Regions from separate parts of the Gossypium hirsutum genome. Here regions 2 and 3 are each linked to region 1. A link is a contact called in public Hi-C data. All regions are on one chromosome and are shown on one strand. The core of a region is the stretch at or near the end of the contact, and the rest is flanking DNA. Distances in the headings are between cores, read along the strand shown. Region 1 holds the start of LOC107954293 (phenylacetaldehyde reductase). Region 2 holds the start of LOC107954299 (zinc finger CCCH domain-containing protein 55). Region 3 holds the start of LOC107954298 (protein AE7).

Region 1 (4,527 bases), core at 1,310-3,809:
AAAAAATACAATTCCCAGTGTTGTAGTATTGTGCCTTTAGATATTTCTTCTGGACTGCGCAGGAATTGTAAGGCAATTTCAAAACACTGAGCTATAAAACTAGGAAGGATTGAACCTGGATAACATAGCTGATTACACAGTTCTTTCCACAATTATCCATTCAAGTAAAACGAAAACAAGAAAAGTGTGACATCAAAACCAGAAACAACGCTAATATATGTATTATAATAGCGTGTAGAAGAAGCTAATAAAGAGAGGACAAATGGACAAATCCCTTCTCCTTCAAGCTTTCAACTGTTTCCTTGAGGCTGACATCCAAAGGAATGAATTCTATACCCAAGCTTTTTGCTTTTTCCTTCGACACCTGATATGTTGGCACATACGGCTTGTCACCTGCACATCTGTCAATTTTTTTTTTTATCAAATCACCGCTGCTTAAGTATACATCCCAACCTCCAGCATGTAACATAACACGCAAGATATCATTTTAGATTAAAAACAGAAATAACAAATCATGGCGGGTTGATATCAAGTGTTCGGATTGGATCGGAAGTTAATGACTTACTTTTGTGGAAGTTGCAAAGAAGGATAGAGTTGGTGTAAGATGTTGACAATTTCTGAGTAATGTACAACCCTCTCAACTAAACAATATCTACCACTAGCTGATGGAATCTCAAATGCCTGGATATGTGCAGTTGCAACATCCTTAACATTCACCCAACCAAAAGTTGCATTGGGAAAAGTTTCTGCTCCTGCACAATCAAACAACAGAAAGATCGTGAACAGAAGTTGTCTTTGTAATTTTCCTTGTTTAAATTAATTTTCTCCACCACTGAGTTAGAAAATACTTACCGCCATATATGATGTGAACAACAATGTCTAAACGGAGAAAGAAAATAGTGGCCTAAAATACCTTTAATCAAGTTTAAAATTGCTGCAGCACTGGTGTTAAGTATTGGCTGTAAAAGAGGGCCAATCACCATTGCAGGGTTTATGGCAACCATATCAATGCCCTTCTCCTTTGAAAATTTCCAGGCAGAATCCTCGGCCATTGTTTTTGAGACTACGTACCATAGCTGAATTAAAAATAAATAATAACCAGAAAAAACAAAACATTAAGTAAAAAGAGGACAAATTTTCAGCATTAATTTACATAGATAAACTTATCACTCACTTAAATGTTAGGGGCTGTAGCATGAACAAATTGTATAGTTCACAAACATAGAAATGTAATGCAAATTATAGCAGCAACAAGGCAACAACTAGCCGGTTATGCAGCCTTGCAAAATTTGTTCCATAACGTGTACTCAAACTCAAATATCTGAGACTCGAAATCTGCAGAAGTGATAGGATTGGCATCCATTCTAGTAATATGATAGAGCAAGCATATAGGTTTAAGAGTTCATAAACTGGATAAAGTTCACGTTTGATACAAGTTGGACCACCAATCATCAAGCATGGATTAAGATATTATGAAACCAAATGTGAAATTCTGAAAAACTTATCTTGATTCTTCATGATCGTATTCTTATTTGTTCAACAACAAAACTATTGGCATCAGTATACAATCCTTTTCTTGCTCAAATTTCCATAATTATTTCAATATAACAGGTTGAAGTTGTAAAAGAAAACACAACATTCAGCAGATGGGATTGAAGACATATGCACCTTTAAGCCGTTACAGTAATCAGGATCGCTAAACCAATTCTCGTCAACCACAACATCGGGAGTTTGAGGTTTTCCGTTATATGCGACTGCAGCTATAGAAGATGTCAATACCACTCGTTTAACGGAAGGGGTCTTAGCGCATGAGCTCAAAACATTCAGTGTTCCCTTCACAGCGGGATCGAGTAATTCTGCCTGATATCATGATAAACAAAATTCATAACCTTGATTGTATATAGGGTGGAAAGAGAAGGGGTATATTCAATGTAGATCAAGGATGTAAGGGTCAACCTGTGGGTCAAGGACATCGTGATAGAAGGGAGATGCAGTGTGGAAAACACCTACACAACCTTCAACCACAGAATCAAAGGAACCTTGTTCCAATAGGTCTGCTTTGAACAACTTGAGCCTGCCCTCAGCACCCTCAAGTCCAAGCAAGTGTCGTGTCTTCCTTGGATCATCTAATGAAATATCACTTGTAAGTAAGAGCAACAATGAGTAAAGCAACAAAAAAAAAAAAGCATGAAAAAGGAACAGACTTGGGTCACGAACAGAGGCTTTGACAGTGTAACCACGAAGTAGAAGCTGCTTAACAAGCCATGACGCGATGTAGCCAGAGGCTCCGGTTACACACACGGTTTTTCCTGCGCCGCTGCTCATTTTCCTCCCTTTACTTATCTATTTTTGGTGATTTTTGCTCTATTCTGTGGCTGTCAATTGCATGTCCTTATCTTTGTTTCCTTCTCTTTATTTTAGTGTTGAGTTTCTTCTATCAACCAAATGTAGAGATCACATTTGCTTGAAAGAGCTTTTACGTGTTAAACGCATGGAATCTTTTATCATATCGGGCCGAATCTAGATAATAGAACTCGTATATATTTCAATAAAAGCCACATTATTTAATTTAGTATCAACTTTATTATATAAAAATGTTCGCCTGCGCTATTATTTAATCTTTTACTAACAAGTGTATGAAATTAAATCCAATTTAAACTTAATCTCAACGGTAAACCAAATTAATTTTTGTCATTTCACCAATGATTTAATCTATCTGTTTTTACTATATTTGATAAGAAATGTTGTATCACAGCCCATTATTTATTGCAATGGGCCTAGCCTTCTAGGCCCATCCTATGAGTTAAGGCTTCAAGTGTGTGTGTTTTTTTTTATATATTTAAATTTTTTTAGAGTGTATTTGGATGAGAGGTTGGGAAGGAAATTTTAATTTAAATTAAAGGTTTTAAAATTAAAATTAAAATTAAAATTAAAATATAAATTTATTTTTACCAATAAAAATAATAAAGAATTTTAAATTTTATTAGCTTATATATATTCTTCAAAGATTATTGGCAGATTATAAATTTTTTTTTAAAAAAAACCTATGCTCTTTGTGTCATTATGCAAAAGTAGGAATCAAGGCACTCCTTCTATGCAATTAATTGGGAGGAGAGTCATAAAGAAAGTTGGGGTGAAGGTGGAAGATCTCTCTAACCATGATATAATGGTCTTAAAGGATTCCAAAAGCCCTTAAATGTGATTTAAAGAGAAATTAGTTAGGTCTTCAAGTATGCCATAGATAATAGGTGATTTTATTTATTACAATGATACCAAACTTTTAAATAGTGATATGTTAACTAGTTCTGAAGATGAAATTCCATTCATATAGTTTCCTGATTGGGTTCATGATCTAATGGAGGACAATAATTGTTAAACTTTTAGGTAAGAAACCAAGTTTAGTTTCTTATTGAACAAATGCTATACTCTTTCGAAGCCAACTCAACAATTTCAATTAATGGACTTAAAGAATGATTACTACTAAATAAAGTTTAGATCAAAAGGGAATTATATGAAAGTGTTTTCAGAACTTCCCCGGATTATCTTTAGTCAATATGTAATGTTGCAACCATTCTTAACTACTCAATGGTATTCACATCAGGTTCTGATGTGTATCCAGTTATTAGGTTTTTCCAGAGCAATTGTAAGGTAATTTCAAAACACTGAACTATAAAACTAGAAAGGATTGAACCTGGAAAATATAGCTGATTATATCAGTTCTTTCCACAATTCTCCATTCAAGTAAAACGAAAACAAGAAAAGTGTGACATCAAAACCAAAAACAACGTTAATATATGTATTATAATAGCGTGTAGAAGAAGCTAATAAAGAGAGGTCAAATGGACAAATCCCTTCTCCTTCAAGCTTTCAACTGTTTTCTTGAGGCTGACATCCAAAGGAATGAATTCTATACCCAAGCTTTTTGCTTTTTCCTTTGACACCTGATATGTTGGCACATACGGCTTATCACCCTCACATTTGTCAATTTTTTTTATCAAATCACCACTGCTCAAGTATACATGATGAAGTTAGTTCCCATGCATCATGTGGAGCAGCAAAGGTGGCAATGCAGGTCACATGCAGTAAGAAGCACAACATGCAGTCGAGCCAAGCTTTGCAACAGCTGAAGCACAATGCTACTGTTCTGTTTATTTCATTTAGTTACTCTAATGATCATTTTTTAATCTAGTTAGATTTAAACTTAGTTGGTAAATCTTTTTGATGTAATTTCAGATGTTGATTGACTAAAATTTAACAAAGTAACTAGTGCAAGCTAGTCTAGCTATCTTTCAATATATTAAGTGGTGTTAGGTAAATGTTTAGGTAGTATTTTGACTTGTAAGCTTGACTCATATTTGATATATGTAATGGCTACTTGCCAATGTTTGAATTAATGAAAAATTCAGCTTGTTTTCATTCACATACCCTCTATCATTGCTTACAAACAGAAGAAAGGTTTTTACTTTGTTTCTTCTCCAAGTCACGAGGCTTGCTGACCAAGCCAGGCTAAATCAGCTTGCTTACTGC
Region 2 (4,527 bases), core at 987-3,486, 200 kb after region 1:
TCAGAGCTAGTTCAATTTTCGTAGATCAGCCCGTTTAGATATGAGAGCAACAATGTTTGAAATTGAAAAGTTCGACGGTGTCACAAATTTCAATCCGTGGCAAGTTCAGATGATGACAATTCTAGTTCAAACCGGCCTGAAAAAAGTTGTTACCGGGAAAAAGCCTGAGGATTTAAATCAAACAAAATGAGAAGAACTTCATGAAAATGCCTTGTCTGCAATCTAGTTGTGCCTTGCAAATATGGTATTGCAAGAGGTATTGATAGAGAAGACCTCATTTGCACTGTGGAAAAGGTTAGAAACTCTTTATGTGACTAAGTCTTTAACTAACTGTTTAGTATTGAAACAACGCCCATTTACGTTTTGCATGAATGAATGTGAACTTCTTAAAGATCACATCAGTCAATTCATTACTCTTTTAAATTATTTAAAGAATGTTGAGGTTCAGATTGATGATGAAGATCAGGCTATGCTATTATTGTGCTATTTACCCCTTTCATACAAGTCTTTCAGGGAGACCCTAATTTATGGCAAAGACAAAACCTCGTTCAAAGATGTGAAGGATCATTTGTTGAGTAGAGACAAACTCGACAATGAATTTGGTTCGGATAGCAAGGCAGACAGGCAAGCTTCCATTTTGGTAGCATCAAAGAAGCGAGACAAAAGGTGTCGATATTGTAAGAAGTTAGGTCATGTCAAAGAAGATTGTTCTAAACTGCGAAATAAAAGGATTGCTAAGAGTAACGAGGAAGATGTAGTTGGTGCTAATTTGGCCGATGAAAGTGGTGATGATTTCTTGTTAGTGTCAATAAGTGAAAGCTCTGAGCTTACGTCCGAGTGGATCCTAGATTCGGGATGTTCTTTCCACATATGTCCCAATAGAGAATGTTTCTCCACATACTGTTCAGTTGAAGCTGTAGTTGTGCGAATGGGAAACAATTCATCCAGTAACCTAATTGGTATTGGTACTGTTAAAATTAGGATGCACGATGAGACAATTAGAACACTCTCAGATGTCAGGTATGTACTTGATTTACGAAAGAATCTAATCTCCTTGAGTATTTTAGACTCGAAAGAATGTAGAATCAACATCGAGTCGAGCGACGTTAAGGTATCTCGTGGAGCTCTCGTTTTATTAAAAGGTAAACTAACCGGCAGTCTTTATACTCTGGAAGGTTCTACAGTGACCGGTGAAATCAAATGTCCCTCGTTCGTTACGAAGTCGAAGTCAACTCGTTTGGAGTGGAGACAACTTGGTTATATGAGGGAAAAAGGTATGACCGTTTCATTAAAGAGAGGTTCTCTTTTGGATGTAAGTTTGAAAAGTTAGGGCATTGTGTTCATAAAAATCAGACCCAGGTTAGTTTTGATTTGACAGTGTACAAGTCGAAGGCTAGAAGTCTTCCAAAAATAGGCACTTTTACAACCTTAAAAAAAACATTCATTAGATATTAGAACTCATAACACTTTTAGAGAATTTTGTGTTTAAATTTTAAGGTTTTTTGTTTTCGGTTTTTTGAGTTTTCGGGGTTTAGTTTTTATCTCCATCTTTTGCACTCTTCGTTCTTTTGCCATTATAGTAAAATTATCTTTGCTCGTGATTTTTTATTCTCTTTGGAGGGGTTTTTCCACGTTAAATTTTTGTATTCAATTTCTCAATTTCTTCTGTTATTTTTACTTGTTCGTTGCTTAATCGGGTCGATCCCTAACAAATTTTTTTATCGATTTTATTTAAATAAGTTTTTTTATCTATACTATTATTTAAGCTCTTAACTGAGTTGGGTCACCCTCAACTGGGTCACCACCTCAGTTAGGAAAATTATGTAAATGTCGTTCTGTAATTAAAATAAGTTATATTACTCGAGTGATCTTTTTATTTTAAAAAAAACAATAAAATATGCAAATGATGAAATTTGAACCCGAATCAATTGCATTAAAAATAATAATAATTTACAATTCAACTAAAACTTTATTTTGATTAATTTATTATGCATACATTCTTACTTCCATCAATTGTATATATATAATATATTTGATTGAGTCAATATCACAAGTTAACTCGATATCGACTCAAGATTAATGACAACACATAAACAATTTAATTAATTTTTTTAATTTTAATATTGTACATATTTTATAAGTTATTATTATTAATTAGTTTATAATTATAAATTTTATTATTTATTGTATATTATTTGTAGTATATATTTATAGGATAGGTAAAGCCCGCTCATTGCTTCACTTCAAAACCCTCTCTGCTCATTTTCCTATCCCACTCTACCTCTGTTTTTCATTCCATTTAAAATTTTTAATTAGCCAAGTCTTTTTGAAAAATAAAAAGGAAAAAAGAAAACAAAACATCGAAAACCCCAAAAACCCACCCACAAACGCCACTTCCTTTTCACTCTCTTTTCTCTTTCTTCTCTCTACTGTCTGTTTTCTAAGTGAAAAAAAAAAAATCCGAACTTCACAGTTTCTCTCATACCAAACAAACAAAAAACGAGAGAAAACTGTAAAGCCTCCATGGATCTTTGTGATACAACCAACATTTTGTTCGGTAAAATCAAGGTTTTAGACCCAGAAAATGCTTCTAAAATCATGGGTTACATCCTTATCCAGGACTTAGCAGACATGGATTTGTTGCGTTTAGCCTTTGGTCCTGAAACCCTTTTACAGTCCCTTGTTTTCAAAGCTAAAGCTCACTTAGGACTTTCTTCAAGTACTTTCTCTACTCAGTTGAACCCAATCTCAAGACCCAACAGCTCTAACAATTCCCAAAACCCACTTCCTCCATTGTCTCCCAGTATCATTCCGAGAAATGGGTTCTTAGAATTTTCGAAGAAGGTACCTTCATGGTCTCCTGCTAGTAGCCCAAAATCAAGTCCCTTTCTTTCTTATGAAAATATCCGCTCTGGGTCTCTCTTAGTTACTTCAAAGACTGGGGATAGCAGTACTGATTTAATCGATGAGAATCAAATGAGTGACTATTTTTCATTTTTGAATGATTCTTCCTCTTCTAGGAATGAGGACTTTATTGGCCATAGAAGGAGTTTTTCAGAAAGTGATGCATGTTTCGGAACAGTTGAAGAAGCCGGCGGATTTGGTGGTCTTGTGGGTGGTTACAAGCCTTGTCTTTATTTTGCTAGAGGCTTTTGTAAGAACGGTGATAATTGCAAGTTCTCGCATGGCCTTGGTGGTTTAGCTGATAATGTTGATATTAATGGTGTTGTTTTTGGTTCACCTAGTAAAATGGACCTTCTTTATCACCAGCAGGAGGAAATGATGAGAATGAGAGCAGCTGCTCATCAGCAAAGATTCGCTGCTGCTCAGTTGGTGGCTGGTGTTTCTTCTCCATTGCCTTATGAAAAAAAAATGAATCTTCTGTTGCAACAGCAAACTGAGGCCCAGAGGTGTATTAAAGATTCCCAATTTTGTTTCCTGCTTTCTGACTCTATATTTTTTTGGTGGGTTGGGGGGGGGGCTATATTCTGTCTAAGGTTCTTAATTTTTGTTCTAACCTTGGGCTTATCTTGTTGGCTATGGAATCCTTAACAAGGTTTTGTTATGGTTTTACATAAAATTAATTCGGAATTTATTTACATATTATCTATTTGGTGTTTCTTTCGTGGATTTGTTACTATGAAGTAGTTTACTTTAAGAATTTTTATTTATTTAATTGTTTGTGGTTTACACTTTCTGTGATAAACAGTAGAGACATCTATTTGGCTTTTGTCTTTGTTTTTTATTGACGTGATGGTAAAGTTCATTAGTTTGAGTTTGCCTTAGCATGGGGGTTTTCTATTTATAGGATAATTGTTGGTCTTATTTTGGTGGGAGTACTGGTTATTTAAAAAGCCATAGCATGATCATTTAAGTGTTCTTCCTTTGTGCTAAATTAAATAAATATTTTTCATTTGGCTCATTGTAATGTTGCAGAGCTGCTGCATTGATGTTCGGTGAAGAAATTTGCAAGTTTCCCCAGGGCCGAGCTGAGAGGGAGTTTTTCGCAATGGGATTAGCAGAAAAGGCTAACTCAGCTTCAAAACAGATTTACCTGACTTTTCCAGCTGATAGTACATTTAAAGATGAAGATGTTTCTAACTATTTCAGGTATCTATTGCATTGAGAAATAGTCAGGAATTTTATTAACTTATTAAATACGTAGATTATGATTTCTCCTCAGTCCCTGTGCATGTTAGTGGGAAGCTACATTTGGACATTTTTCCCTCAGTCCATGGATTTTAGTGTTGATGTTGCAATTTAGTTAATAACTAGTTGGCATCCTTACAATGATGTTTAACTGGTGCCTTCTTGGATCCGTGACCACTATGTTTGTGGTAGAATCTACAATTACTGTAGTATTTGCCACACATCACAGGATAATGTAAAGTTAAAATGTTAAGGGGCGAAGAATTCAGCTTTTAATTGTTGTATAAGTAATATTACATGCTAAAAGAAGATTGACCTTTAACTTCTAATGTTTTCAGTTTTTCCCCTTCATGTGCAAGGACAGTTGAACTGTATCAG
Region 3 (4,527 bases), core at 888-3,387, 150 kb after region 1:
TTCATGCTCAAGTTCAAATTAAGATTTTCTAATACTAATTAAAAAATAAAGTACATAAACATAAACTTGAGCAGCTCAAAGGTAAGTATTAGGATACTCGAATTTAACACAATCGATAACTTGAGCTGCTCAAGTTTAATTCAACAATGACTAAGCCGAATTTGAAGCTTTTAGAGCCAAACCCAAGTAATTTTGAGCACAGGATCTCGTGTACACGCCTATGCCATACTTATTTAAACGTAATATGGAAATCACCTCTTCCACAACATATTTTTGGAAACAAAGCAGGCATTGAAGACCAGAGATAGAAGAGAGACATACCTGCAGCTTCAGTTGCATGAGTTCCAGGTGCAACCCTTATATCCATCTAAACACAATAAAGAACAGTCATGAGCATCTAAAAGGGAGAGTCAGAAAAAGATGGCAAGAATTTGAAAAGAGAATCTGCTGAATAAGAACCATATATAATTTATATGATCAATAGAATACCCAAACATAATCTATAGGAACTAAGAACTCCATATTGTTCAATGGGATTGTTAATGAACAAAACATGCAGATGCAGACAACTTTGTGAAACAGGGTTTTTCCTATAGGAAATTGTTAAGAACTTGTCATTAATCAATTCATTTACTTGACATCTCATCATATTTGAACCATTTAACCATCAGTTGAGGTATATGATTGCAATGATAAGGCCCCACACGTGGGCAGTATAAAAGAATGAGCAAAGGGCTTCACAAATCACCATATTCAGCAAAAGATCAAGTCAGAGTTTCCCGCTCCGTTTACAACAAAATTCAGTCACAAACTAGTCCAGCAGCAAACTTAAAAGTATCAATAAGCTCATGGAAGAAAACCCCAAAGGAATCTTAGTAGTTAGTGATATTTCTGAAGCAAAACAAGAAGCTCAGATCAATGTATCATATCTAATAAGATAGAATTCAAAATTTTAGGTCTCAGACTTCAGTTATCAAGATGGACGAAATGATAAACAAATTTTCAGGTATTCAACAATAGAAGTAATGATTTACTTTCCATTTCAGGGAACAAATCCAGCAAATTACTAATATTCCACTTTCTTCTTCCCAATTTTCTACCATCCAAAACTTTAAATCAAGGGCACCAAACATTGTTTCAACTAAGCTCTTAACCAATGCAAAACAAGGAAACAAAGATTGACTTTACATAACTCATACAGCACTAGAAATGACATGTTAGCTCAAAACATAAAAAAGGCAATACCTTGTAGCGAGAAGGAAGACTCCTCATAAGTTTGACTCTCAAGCAAAGACCAATAACCGTAGCCATACTACAATGTTCAACCGTAGGAGTAAATGTGACCCTGAATAAGGAACAAATGAATAAGAAAAAGATTTGCTTAAACTGATATGACAGATAAAAAGCGAGAATAAGAGATAATTTGATCATCGTACCTAACATAACTTCGCTCGTTATCAACTTCAATAGCATCTTCAGTTATTACTTTAAGCTCTTCCAAAGAATAGGGATGTTCAGGATCCTTTATATCTCTAATATGATTTAAGAATGTTAAGAAAATCAAAATAACTTGCTCCCCATAATATGATGTAAATATGGAAAGCATTAACTCAATTGATGGAGATTCTTTACACAGAACGATAACAATAAGTTGCATAAACTAAAAGGAACTAATAAACAATAGAGCGATTAAAAAAAACAAAAAAGAGGATATAAAAAATTTCTAGTTGGTCAATAGGTTCAACAGCGTATTCATCAGGTACAGCTGCTTCGTTACGAACCCGCCGCTCTTTCTTCTCGTACACAATAGGGTTTGCATTTATTAAACCAGACACCATAATTTCTGAATCAATCAAAGAAAATTGTTAATTTCAACCTTCGTTACCCGAACTCGGCAATTTGGGGGTGACTTACCCGTGTCGGATACGGGTCGGATCCGGGAAAAACCAGCGGACACGGCGGTGGGAGAAGGGAAGAAAAACACAATTGATTTGCAGAGACGAGAGAGAGAAGAGATGGACGATGGTAGGAGAAAGATGATGATAAAAGAAAGAGAAGAATTCTCAAATAAAGGAGCAAAACATTAGGGTTTAATAAAGGCAAACGTTCATGAGAGTTCCCCGTCGCCGTGGGACTATCATTCCAAAATCAATTTAATCCCTATATTATCTAAAAAATTAAATAAATTTAAATTACATTAGAGTTAATATTTATTATATAAAAAATATTCTTAAAATTATATTTTTTAATTATAGTTGGATCTCAAATAAAAATTTTCACTTTTAAAAATATTAATTTTGTTAAATGATATTTTTTAAAACAATAATTTTAAACCTATTTTTATTTTATTTTATTTTATTCCTTTTAATATAGGGATTAAATTAATTTATTTAATATTCTAAAATACAAATATCTCTTTAACTGCTTTCTCTTTAATAATGTAACTTTTTTTTTCATTTAGGTTTTTAAATTTTCATACTCTTATATATTTTGTTCATATCTTACTTACATTTAAAAAGAACTTGTTACCCAATGATTAAAAAAATAAAAGCAATTTCATTTTTAGAATTTATGGTAAGAATAATTGGTTAACGAGAGAAATTTTTTCCAATCATCTTTGTTTTCAGATGATTAAGAACATGAAAAAAATCGTTTCAGCAGTTCCAACCATAATTATCTTTTGATTGAGATGCAATCTTAAATTTTTGTTCTTCTCTTTATGAGATTCGAAAAACAAATTAGAAACTCTAACTTGTTGTACTTGAGTTGGGTATTTTGAACCCATATTGATTTCATTTGTTTTCGAAATGATTTGGAACTCTAAAATTCAAACTAAATTAACTTTAAACCAAATTAAGTCTTTATACACATGCCATAGTTTAATGCCAAGTAGAATCAATTATTGGATTATAAATTTTAAAATCACAATCAATGACACGATGCTCCCAAATTAAAGTTTAAACTTGTCGATAAGTTTTAGACCTATGTGTTTTAAACCATTAACGCATTAAACTCGTAGAGCTTAGTAAGCACATTAAGATTTCCCTAATTTACTAATTCTTCTAACTTATTTTGAGTCTTATTCCAATTATAAAATTACACATGTTATAGGTCATTAGTCAAAAAAAGCTTAAATTCTCTTTACTTAAAAATTCATTCATTATGGCTCAAGACATCCAAGAATGTTTTCAAATCATTAATCACTTTATATGCTTACCAACATATTAATAATTTTTCTCATGTATTAAGCATTCATTTATTCTCTTCTTCACTCACTTTTAGATTCACATGTGTTCCATCAATTATTCATTTCTATTAACCCAAATAATCAAACTGAAATGGTTAAGATGGGATGATTTGACTTTTAAAAGTTTTGTAGATGTTAGAGAAATGAGTCTAAAATATTCTAAGTGTTCAAAATAGCTTTTATGCTTTGAACTTTATTAACTCTTTGTTTTAAAAATTTCACATTTGACTAAGTTACGTGTTCATTTAATCACATAATATATTTATAGTCATTTCATTTACAATAATAAACACTTAGCACATACCACTTTTATTTCGATTATAGCAAGACATGTTCACTTGTAATTCTTATTAGCCAAATTTTAAGCATTTCACTCTTCGTGGACTTCAATAAAATAAGACTTTGATACTCGAAATTCTAACCAAGCACTATACAAAATGAGCTTGACTGGAGGACATGAATGGAGGAATTATTATAATATTTTAATTAGTTAATAGTTTGTTGTAATTTGTTTAGAATAATTAAAATTGGTGTGAAAATGCTCTTTTGTTATAATTTGTTATAAACGACACGGATTTCATAATTAGACTGATGGTCGAATCAGTTAACCATTAATTTTCGAATCGATTGGTTCATTTGATTCAATTGAATGGATTATTAAAAATTAAAATAAATTAAAAAAGAAAATCGAATCAATTCTACGAGTCCAACCAGCCAGTTCAACCGGTTTGTGCGTCAACTGATCCAACTCCTTATTCTTGATTGGTTTGTTGATTGATTCTAGATTCAGCCAATTCGATTACTCGGTCCAGTTCTGAAACCAATGGTAAAGAGGATTTAAAATAATTTTTTTATCATTTTTGCAACTTATATATTTTTAGATTTTAGATAATTTTTTATAGAACTTTTATTGAATTTTATGATTTTTAAATTTTTTACATAAAGATAATTGTAAAAATATTTTATAATTTCAAAAATATGAATTTCCAGATTTTTTAAAGATATTTTTATATTTTTACAGTTTTCTATAATTGTTTTTAGAATTAGTGTTAAAAAAGTTATAAAAGTATTAAATTGAATACGTTAACTATAGTTCATGGGTTAAATTAGATATTAAACCTTGAAATTAAAATGCCACATCACACTTCCATTAAGGTTGCAATTGCTATTAACAGGAGAGTGACCAAAACATTATGACTTGATAATGCTAGTGATCAAAATGTAATTTTTCAATGGCAAAAAAGAATTTTAATAAAAATTGAGTGAATATTTTGTAATTT

What was found. Hi-C and Micro-C count contacts between places; a contact is called where the count stands out from the background.
Region 2: a Hi-C map of hypocotyl shows a contact between it and region 1, with 1.8 times the contacts expected there. The contact joins the promoter of LOC107954299 here to the promoter of LOC107954293 in region 1. A contact is called at or near these places in 4 of 34 Hi-C or Micro-C datasets (hypocotyl, leaf and seedling).
Region 3: a Hi-C map of leaf shows a contact between it and region 1, with 2.8 times the contacts expected there. The contact joins the promoter of LOC107954298 here to the promoter of LOC107954293 in region 1. A contact is called at or near these places in 11 of 34 Hi-C or Micro-C datasets (anther, callus, hypocotyl and 3 more).

The regions. Positions count from the first base shown.
Region 1 is chrD07:19,388,494-19,393,020 of Gossypium_hirsutum_v2.1, reverse strand. LOC107954293 (phenylacetaldehyde reductase) reads right to left here and starts at 2,559. Exons shown (of 6, transcript XM_016889807.2): 1 at 2,205-2,559; 2 at 1,957-2,126; 3 at 1,669-1,860; 4 at 914-1,076; 5 at 566-752; 6 at 93-401. The coding sequence starts at 2,325. The coding sequence ends at 245. LOC107954292 (sulfite reductase [ferredoxin], chloroplastic) reads left to right here. Exons shown (of 8, transcript XM_041096612.1): 8 at 1-123. It also overlaps the pseudogene LOC107956056.
Region 2 is chrD07:19,191,171-19,195,697 of Gossypium_hirsutum_v2.1, reverse strand. It overlaps LOC107954299 (zinc finger CCCH domain-containing protein 55), which reads left to right and starts at 2,236. Exons shown (of 8, transcript XM_016889811.2): 1 at 2,236-3,410; 2 at 3,937-4,110. The coding sequence starts at 2,524.
Region 3 is chrD07:19,240,321-19,244,847 of Gossypium_hirsutum_v2.1, reverse strand. LOC107954298 (protein AE7) reads right to left here and starts at 2,137. Exons shown (of 6, transcript XM_016889810.2): 1 at 1,915-2,137; 2 at 1,715-1,843; 3 at 1,437-1,542; 4 at 1,246-1,345; 5 at 322-367. The coding sequence starts at 1,838.